3 separate regions of the Sus scrofa genome follow, and regions 2 and 3 are each linked to region 1. The links are chromatin contacts, called in public Hi-C and promoter capture Hi-C maps. All regions are on one chromosome and are shown on one strand. The core of a region is the stretch at or near the end of the contact, and the rest is flanking DNA. Distances in the headings are between cores, read along the strand shown.

The links. Promoter capture Hi-C pulls out the DNA fragments that hold promoters and counts their contacts. A called contact is a pair of places that touch in the nucleus more often than the background predicts.
Region 2: a promoter capture Hi-C map of liver shows a contact between it and region 1, with 16 times the contacts expected there. A contact is called at or near these places in 3 of 5 promoter capture datasets (fetal liver, fetal skeletal muscle and liver), 15 of 47 Hi-C or Micro-C datasets (alveolar macrophages, embryonic fibroblasts, fetal heart ventricle and 9 more) and 1 of 2 datasets of targeted methods (skeletal muscle).
Region 3: a Hi-C map of embryonic fibroblasts shows a contact between it and region 1, with 1.7 times the contacts expected there. A contact is called at or near these places in 2 of 5 promoter capture datasets (fetal skeletal muscle and liver), 3 of 47 Hi-C or Micro-C datasets (adipocytes, embryonic fibroblasts and liver) and 1 of 2 datasets of targeted methods (alveolar macrophages).

Annotation. Positions count from the first base shown.
Region 1 is chr3:127,501,927-127,504,468 of Sscrofa11.1, reverse strand. It overlaps ID2 (inhibitor of DNA binding 2, HLH protein), which reads left to right and starts at 1,262. Exons shown (of 3, transcript NM_001037965.1): 1 at 1,262-1,706; 2 at 2,085-2,148. The coding sequence starts at 1,359. The coding sequence ends at 2,141. It overlaps LOC106509912 (a long non-coding RNA gene), which reads right to left and starts at 960. Exons shown (of 3, transcript XR_002342872.1): 1 at 220-960.
Region 2 is chr3:128,250,283-128,252,824 of Sscrofa11.1, reverse strand. No RefSeq gene overlaps it. Among named protein-coding and RNA genes, the nearest start is that of RNF144A, 620 kb to the left of the region's middle.
Region 3 is chr3:128,032,702-128,035,243 of Sscrofa11.1, reverse strand. No RefSeq gene overlaps it. Among named protein-coding and RNA genes, the nearest start is that of ID2, 530 kb to the right of the region's middle.

The DNA.
Region 1 (2,542 bases), core at 13-2,512:
AAGTAACTCCAAGCTTTGTAGAAAATGTAGATGGCAGAATAAGTTCTTCAAGATTTAATAGGGGAAAAGAGGGAAGGAAACAACCTGAACCTGCCCCTAAGGCTAGTGCTGAAAAGAGTCCAAACTTGGTATATGACAGATTTAAAGAACAACAACAACAACAGCAACAAAACAACAACAACAATGTGAAGATATCCACCACTGGCTGGAGCCACCTACCTGTCACAAAGCTTTAAAAATACAGTAGGACTGGAATGTGACACCAGAAATCACGACTTGTGCATAATTAATCACCTTACTTTGCCACCTACACTGCAGAGGACAGACTGGCAGCCTCGGAAGGCAGTGTACGTAAATACAGCTTCCATACGCAAATTCTCCTAATGATTTCCGCTTCGTAGGATCATTATCATAGATAGCCCTTCCTCCTTCTAGAAAAGGAAGCCAGAAAGCGTCCTGCGCTCAGAGCTCCTCAGCGATCAGCACAGGTTCCAATAAGCACTCACTTCACCGAGTTTACAACAACGCCTCCTGCGTTGCTCCGAGTTGCACGATCCCACACTAAACCTGTCGTTGAATGCGCGCGTGGGTGATTTTGGTTTTGTTTTTTACAAAGCTTTTCCTTATCTTAAGAGACCCAACTCACACTACAGACGTCACTTGGCGACGGCAAACTTATGTGCGTTTTCACTTTCTTCAGAAATGCTTTCTATCTTGCTGACATTCCGTGGGGCGCAGGGGACCGTGGTGGCTTTCCCTCCGCTGCGCAGACCTGGCCTCGGTGGCTGTGGTTTTAGGGATGCTCAAAGCCCCGAGGTGTAGAAGGCTTCCTCGGGAGACACCTTAGGGAGAGAGTCCGGCCTCGCCGTTGGGATTAACAGGGGATTAAGATGCACATTGAGGTTCCTGGGGTCTCCCCCTCCCCCACCCTGTCCGCGACCCCCTCCTCTACCCCCACCCGCTTCTCTCCCCCCAGCCCTCCCCTTCCCCTGCGCTCCCCTCCGGCCCGGCGCTTACTGTACTCTATTTACCACCCCAGCTGGGCTCGCGCCGCGGGGATTGGCTGCGAACGCGGAAGGACCGAGCGCTCGCCCCGCGCCCGCGCCGGCCAATGGGGGTGCCCGCCCGGCCTGATGGACGCGCCGCCCTCCACCAATGGGGACGCAAGGCAGCCGGATCGTGTGGCCCCGGCGAGCGCTGATAAAAGCCGCCCGGCCGGGCTCCCTGCTTCGTTCTGAGCCGAGCCTGGTGCCGAGCGTAGGAAGCTCTGCAGGCGGCGGCGGCGGCGGCAGCGGCGGCGTCCTGAGCTCCGGGGCAGCCCGCTCCCTCCTCCCGGTCTCTTCTTTCCTGCGGTCAGCATGAAAGCCTTCAGTCCAGTGAGGTCCGTTAGGAAAAACAGCCTTTCGGACCACAGCCTGGGCATCTCCCGGAGCAAAACCCCGGTGGACGACCCGATGAGCCTGCTGTACAACATGAACGACTGCTACTCCAAGCTCAAGGAGCTGGTGCCCAGCATCCCTCAGAACAAGAAGGTGAGCAAGATGGAAATCCTGCAGCACGTCATCGACTACATCTTGGACCTGCAGATCGCCCTGGACTCGCACCCCACTATTGTCAGCCTGCACCACCAGCGACCCGGGCAGAGCCAGGCATCCAGGACGCCGCTGACCACCCTAAATACGGACATCAGCATCCTGTCCTTGCAGGTAAGACCTGCTCCTGGTGCCCCGCTCGCGGCCGCGCAGCCGGGCGATGCCTGGGCTGCCACTGGCCGACCCATTGTCGAGACCGCCGGCCGCAGTCGGTGACTCACAAATGAGCTAATTAACTTCATTGTTATTAGTTTTAGTTTTTTTTGTTTTTTTTTTTTGTTTTTTTTTACAAATCTGCTGTAGATTGAGTTATGCGGGAAATTGCTGATAGGTTAGTTCTGAGAGGTTAACGCATCAATCTTTGAGTCTGCAATTAGCGTAAACGTCTTTACTGGAACTTGCTGTTCTATGGGCTACTTGGAAAAAGAAAAAAAAAAGCTCTTTCTCCTGAAGTTGTCTAACGTCGAGCCTTTTATCCCCGTTCTCTCGTAGGCTTCTGAATTCCCTTCTGAGTTAATGTCAAGTGACAGCAAAGCGCTCTGTGGCTGAATAAATGGTGAGTGTTTGCTTGTGCCACCGGTCGGTGAACCGGCACTCGGGGTGTGTGCGCGCGCGCGCGCGTGTACTTGCGAATCTGTAAAATGTTGGGTTTGGTAGATGAATGTGTACTTGGTTGTATAACACGTAGTACATTGTTTACGTGTACTAGATGTGAAGAGGCATCTGGCTCCTGTTACTCAAATTCACGGAAGATTTTCCTTAAAAAAAAAAAAAAAAATGCCAGTAACTATGGAAGGTGGCAGAGGAAACTGTGTAACTGTGTCCCGGTTTTATGTGCCAGTATCATGCCTGGGCTGTTTTCTGCTCATGCTCTGGTACTACGAGGTACTAACCCCCGTGTAATTAATCTTATCACCGCAAATTCCATCGGGATCCTCCCTCCCTAAAAC
Region 2 (2,542 bases), core at 30-2,529, 750 kb before region 1:
CGAGCCCAGTTTGGGAATTCTGAATGCACTGTGTGGATATTGACTGCTATGCAAAGAATTTCTTCCAGCAAAAGACCTCGTGAATTCTGAGGCTGACAGAGGACTTTGAAGCTGTTCCATGGGGTAGTTGTCACACACAAGTGTCTGTCCAGCAGACTGTTGGGGTTTAGTGAAGACAAATTCCCACCAGTGTTGATTGACCCAAGATGAGTAGATGATGGCAATGACGATGTTTCACTCACTTTTCAGCTTTCTCTGGAGGACAAGCATCAAAGGGCTTCAGCCTACCTCTTATTAATTTATCTTTTTATGGCCACACTCATGGCACATGGAAGCTCCTAGGTTAGGGGTCAAATCTGAGTTCCAGCTACTGGTCCACACCACAGCAACAGCAATGCCATATGCAAGCCACATCTGCAATCTACACTGCAGCTCTTGGCAACGCCAGTTCCTTACCCACTGGATGAGGCCAGTGATCAAACCCACATCCTCATGGATACTAGTCATATCCTTAACCCACTGAACCATGATGGGTGTCCCAGACGACCTGTTTTTAGTCTTTGGTTTTGACAGGTTTTTCTTAAGGACATAACAAAGTCAAGCATGATGAGGGTGAAATTGAGATTCCAAAATGGACCTTTCCAAATATAAGAGACTCAAAATCCTTTTGAACATGGACTTTAAAAATTAGTTGAGTAATCATTGGTGAGGTGCCTGGAAGAACTCTATACCCCTCCCCCTACAATGAGGTTCCTGGAGAAGTGGGCTCTGTGCGTATAACTCAAGGAGAGACGTGGAGGCTGGAGGGGTACAGTGGTTCTTCCCCTCCCTGAACCCAGCCTAATTTACACAGTGAAGATAATGGGAGTGTTTATAAATCTTCCTCCATGTGACAGTGAGGCAGTCCTGATCACAATCTAAGAAGTAGACAGTGGTATCCCCTTTTTACAGATAAGACTGAGGCTGAGAGAAATTGTATGACTTGTCCAAAGGCCCATGGTGAGCAAATGGCCACATTGTGATGTACTACCAGTCTATCTGGGTCTTAGTCTCTTAACGTCCATGATACAGCAGCTCTCAATAATGACAAGAGGGTGCTGGTAAGAACCAGAGATAACATATGTAAGATGACCAGCAGTACTTGGAACATAAAAAGTGCCCAGAAAAGTGTAACTATTGACTGTTCCTTTTATCTTTGGGGGAGACTTCTTTGGATAACACTGTTTGACAATTTGACTGGCCTGGTTTAGAGCATGACTTTGATAAGTGGGTGGCCTAAATCCAGGACATGGTAAACAAGGATGACAGTGGCAAATTGGATTCCCAGAATGGAATTGTGTAAGGAAAGGTTAAATCACTGCAGAACCACAGGCGGCTCCCATTAACATTAACAAGAGCTCATGTGTGAGTTTGCTGTATGACCCTCTAGAGGGAGGAGTACCTGGCTGTTTCAGACCACTGAGTCCTCAGAGCTGAACCCTCACTGATTACCAGCTGGGAGGAGGAGAAGATGCTTTCACATAACATCACTTCATGGCCCTTCCAGGGTTACAGAGGCAAGATGTACAAATACACCCAGACACTGTCTCCTCATATCTACCCAGTGAACTGAAATGAAATTAGGAAAGGAATGTTCATCACAAGTTACATTTACATGCACACTTTAAAAGCTTTCTGCCTTTCCAGTGTTTCTCCCATTAAGCCTTTACTTAGGTATAGTGCTTACTGTTTAAGCACTGATTAATTTACAATTTTCTTTTGTCTTTGGCTCATAATTACTCTATGGAAAGCACATTTTCAGAAAATGCAAACATTAACTAAATAGGATTGGTGTAAACATAAGGAACCCATGGAAAATGGGTTTTACTATTTGCTCAGTGAATAGTCTTCAATATCACTAAATTAGATAGAATGATGTCCATGACTTTGGGAGAATTTAAGGAAATCAAAGCCAGAAATGAGTATGCTATTTTTTGCTTACATCCAAACTGCTTTCCTGTCTTTCCTCTTTATCACTAAATTCAACCTAAGCTTTAGAAATCATTGCCCCTAAAAGACAAAGAAGGCATATGATTTTCATGTGCCACACTTGTATTGAATGTGTACCAAGCATAATTTCACCAGGGATACAGGAAAAACAACACCTGGGCCCTTTGCCTCAGGAACTCTCAGAGCAGGATGCTTAGAGTGAAAAAAGAAGTGAGGGAGTTGCCCTATAGGTGGCATCTGTGTGAGAATGTGTGGCATGGCTGTTATTTAATTCCCATTTTATTTGTTTATTTATTTTAGTGTGAACTTTTAAAAAATTGAAGTATAGTTGATTTACAATGTTGTGTTAATTTCATGTGTACAGCAAAGTGATTCCATTATACATGTATATGATATCATATTAATCTTCCTAAAATAGTTGATGATACAAAAGGTAGTGTATTGTTATAGTGACTAACATTGTTGTTCTTAATCACACAGTGACTATCAGGACCTCTCAGATAACAAATGGAAGTGGATAATATCCAGTATTTCAATTTTTTTCAATGTAATT
Region 3 (2,542 bases), core at 29-2,528, 530 kb before region 1:
TGTTCTCTTTCAGATTCCTTTCCCACATAGATGATCACAGAATATTAGGGAGAGTTCTCTGTGCCAAACAGCATGTCACCTTTGGCCAATCATTCCATAAACCTTAGTGTGCATATGACAATCTCAAATCCCCAGTCCTTCCCCCCAACCTGTCCCCTTTGATAACCATAAATTTGTTTTCAAAATCTGTGTCTATTTCTATCCTGCAAATAAGTTCATTTGTATCCTTTTTTTAGATTCCACATATAAGTGATATCATGTGATGTGTATCTTTCACTACCTGAGTTCAATCAGTATGATCTCCTCTAGGTCCATCCATGTTGGCATGTGGCATGATTTCATTCTTTTCATGGCTGAGTAATATTCCATTGTGTATATACACACTACATCTTCTTTATCCATTCCTCTGTTAATGGACATTTAGGTTGCTTCCACGTTTTGGCTATCATAAACAGTGCTACAATGAATATTGAGGTGCATGTATCTTTTAGAATTATGGAATGCTACACTCTGCACAAAAATTAACTCCAGATATATTATAAACCTAAACATAGAAGAAAAAACTATAGAGGTTTTATAAGATAACAGAAAGTACTACCTTTGTCCCTTGAAACTGTCTGTCTGATTTTAAGGTAGGAAAAGATTCCTTAACACAGACCAGAAAAAAAAAAATCCCTAATCATAGAGGATTATTGTAAATTTAGAAACTAGCCATGCATGCGTCACCTTTGTCCCAGCCTGAATACAGCTCCTTCTAGAAGCTTTCTCTGATTCTTCCAAGCATAATGATGTCCTTTTGGTCCAAGTTCCTAAAATGATAGAAATATTACTGTGAACAAAGGCGAATTTGAAAGAACTTCCTTAGAAAACCTCTGATAATGTTGGAATATTGTGTTACAGCCTCCACACCTGTCAGTTATGCCAGACTTTGTGTTCCCTCCTAGCAGGAAACCTGTCTAATTGATTCTATACTCGGAAACTTAGCAAACTACCTGGCACAGAAGACATAGAGTGTTTGGTGAATTCACAAGAAGGCAAGATGCTGCCTTTATCTGTTCCTCATGCAGAGTACAAGTAAGTGCTTAAGACAGTCTTGAATAAGACTCAGAATAAGAGGGTCCTTTTCAGCCCCCCTCTGGTGGATGCTGAAGGCCGGTTGGACAAAATCAGTGTGGAGGGGAGAGGGCTCATCGCTGGTTGACCAAGCCTGGAGTTGAATGCTTCTAACGCAAATGCAAACGTAGCTTATGAAAAAAATGTGTTTTCATGTTGCAATCCTCTGGGTGTTTGTGGAAGTGGTTTGGCTAGGCATGCAGCATGCGCGTTCTCCTTTGAACCGCTGGAGCTCCTCGCGATTGCTGCCTTTAATTGGGCAACAGCTGGCGATAATTTTCTGTATGGAGTGAGGGATTCAGTGACTGATTCACGCCTTGCTTTGTGTTTCACGATCTTTGTTTTTGCCCCTTCAGCTCTTGTAGTGGGCTGTAAAACTGGTATAAGGCCCAGGGACTGAGAACTGAATGTGAGGCAGAATCCTGAGATTTGCAAGCTGGGAGGAATGTGTTTTTTTTCAGGAAAGGTCTTGATCGGGAAGTATGCAGACTCCTGAATTCTTTGCCTTAAGAGGTATAACCGAGAGCATCTAATTCATCCCATCTTTTTACAGCTAAGGAAACAGAGGTGAAGCGACCACTCCTAGATCATTCTGCATGCTCATAGCTGAGCAGAAATAAAAGTCCCTCTCTCCCTCACCCTCCCATCCTTGATCAAGCTAGGGTAAATATGGGAAAAAAAAATGGCAATGTCCAAACCCTGAGGTCCTCTGGCTCTATCCTCTGACTTTGGTGAACAGAGGTCAGAAAACAAAACAGGACACAAAAATCCCCACTCTCAGAAGTAATCCTTTTCCCCCAAGAATCAATTAGTCAGCGTTGTAAAGCTTTACACAAAAACTGTGTTATGACTGGCTGGTTGTACAGCGTGTGCCAGCTGAGTGTGTTAACAGGAACACACTCAGCCGGAGAACACTTGTCAATACACAAGACGCCCAGGAGAAAAAGAAGGAACAGAGCATCTGATCATTAGGGGGAAACAGAACTCCACTTACCCCAAAGTCCCCATTCATCTCGGCAACCAGGACCAGGACAGGAGGGCTAAGCAAGTAAGTTAGCCCCCAGGTCCCTTAGGCATTCCCTTCTCCTTTTGTATTGTCTGAAATGTTATGTCACTTCATGACATTTGTGGAAACAGGCAAGAGATGCATAGATGGATGATAAATAGGCAGAGAAAAGCAATAAAAATAGATGGTACATCAAAATTTTAGAAAAGCAATTCTCGGGAGTTCTCTTGTGGCTCGGCATGTTAAGGACCCTGCGCTGTCACTGCAGCTGCTTGGGTCGCTGCTGTGGCATGGGCTTGATCCCTGACCTAGGAACATCAGCATGCCGCAGGTGCAGCCAAAAAAAGAAAAAAAAGAAACAAAAAAATCATTTTAGGCTGCTTCCTGCTGGACAATCTGTGCTCCCCTCATAGCCCCCCAGCT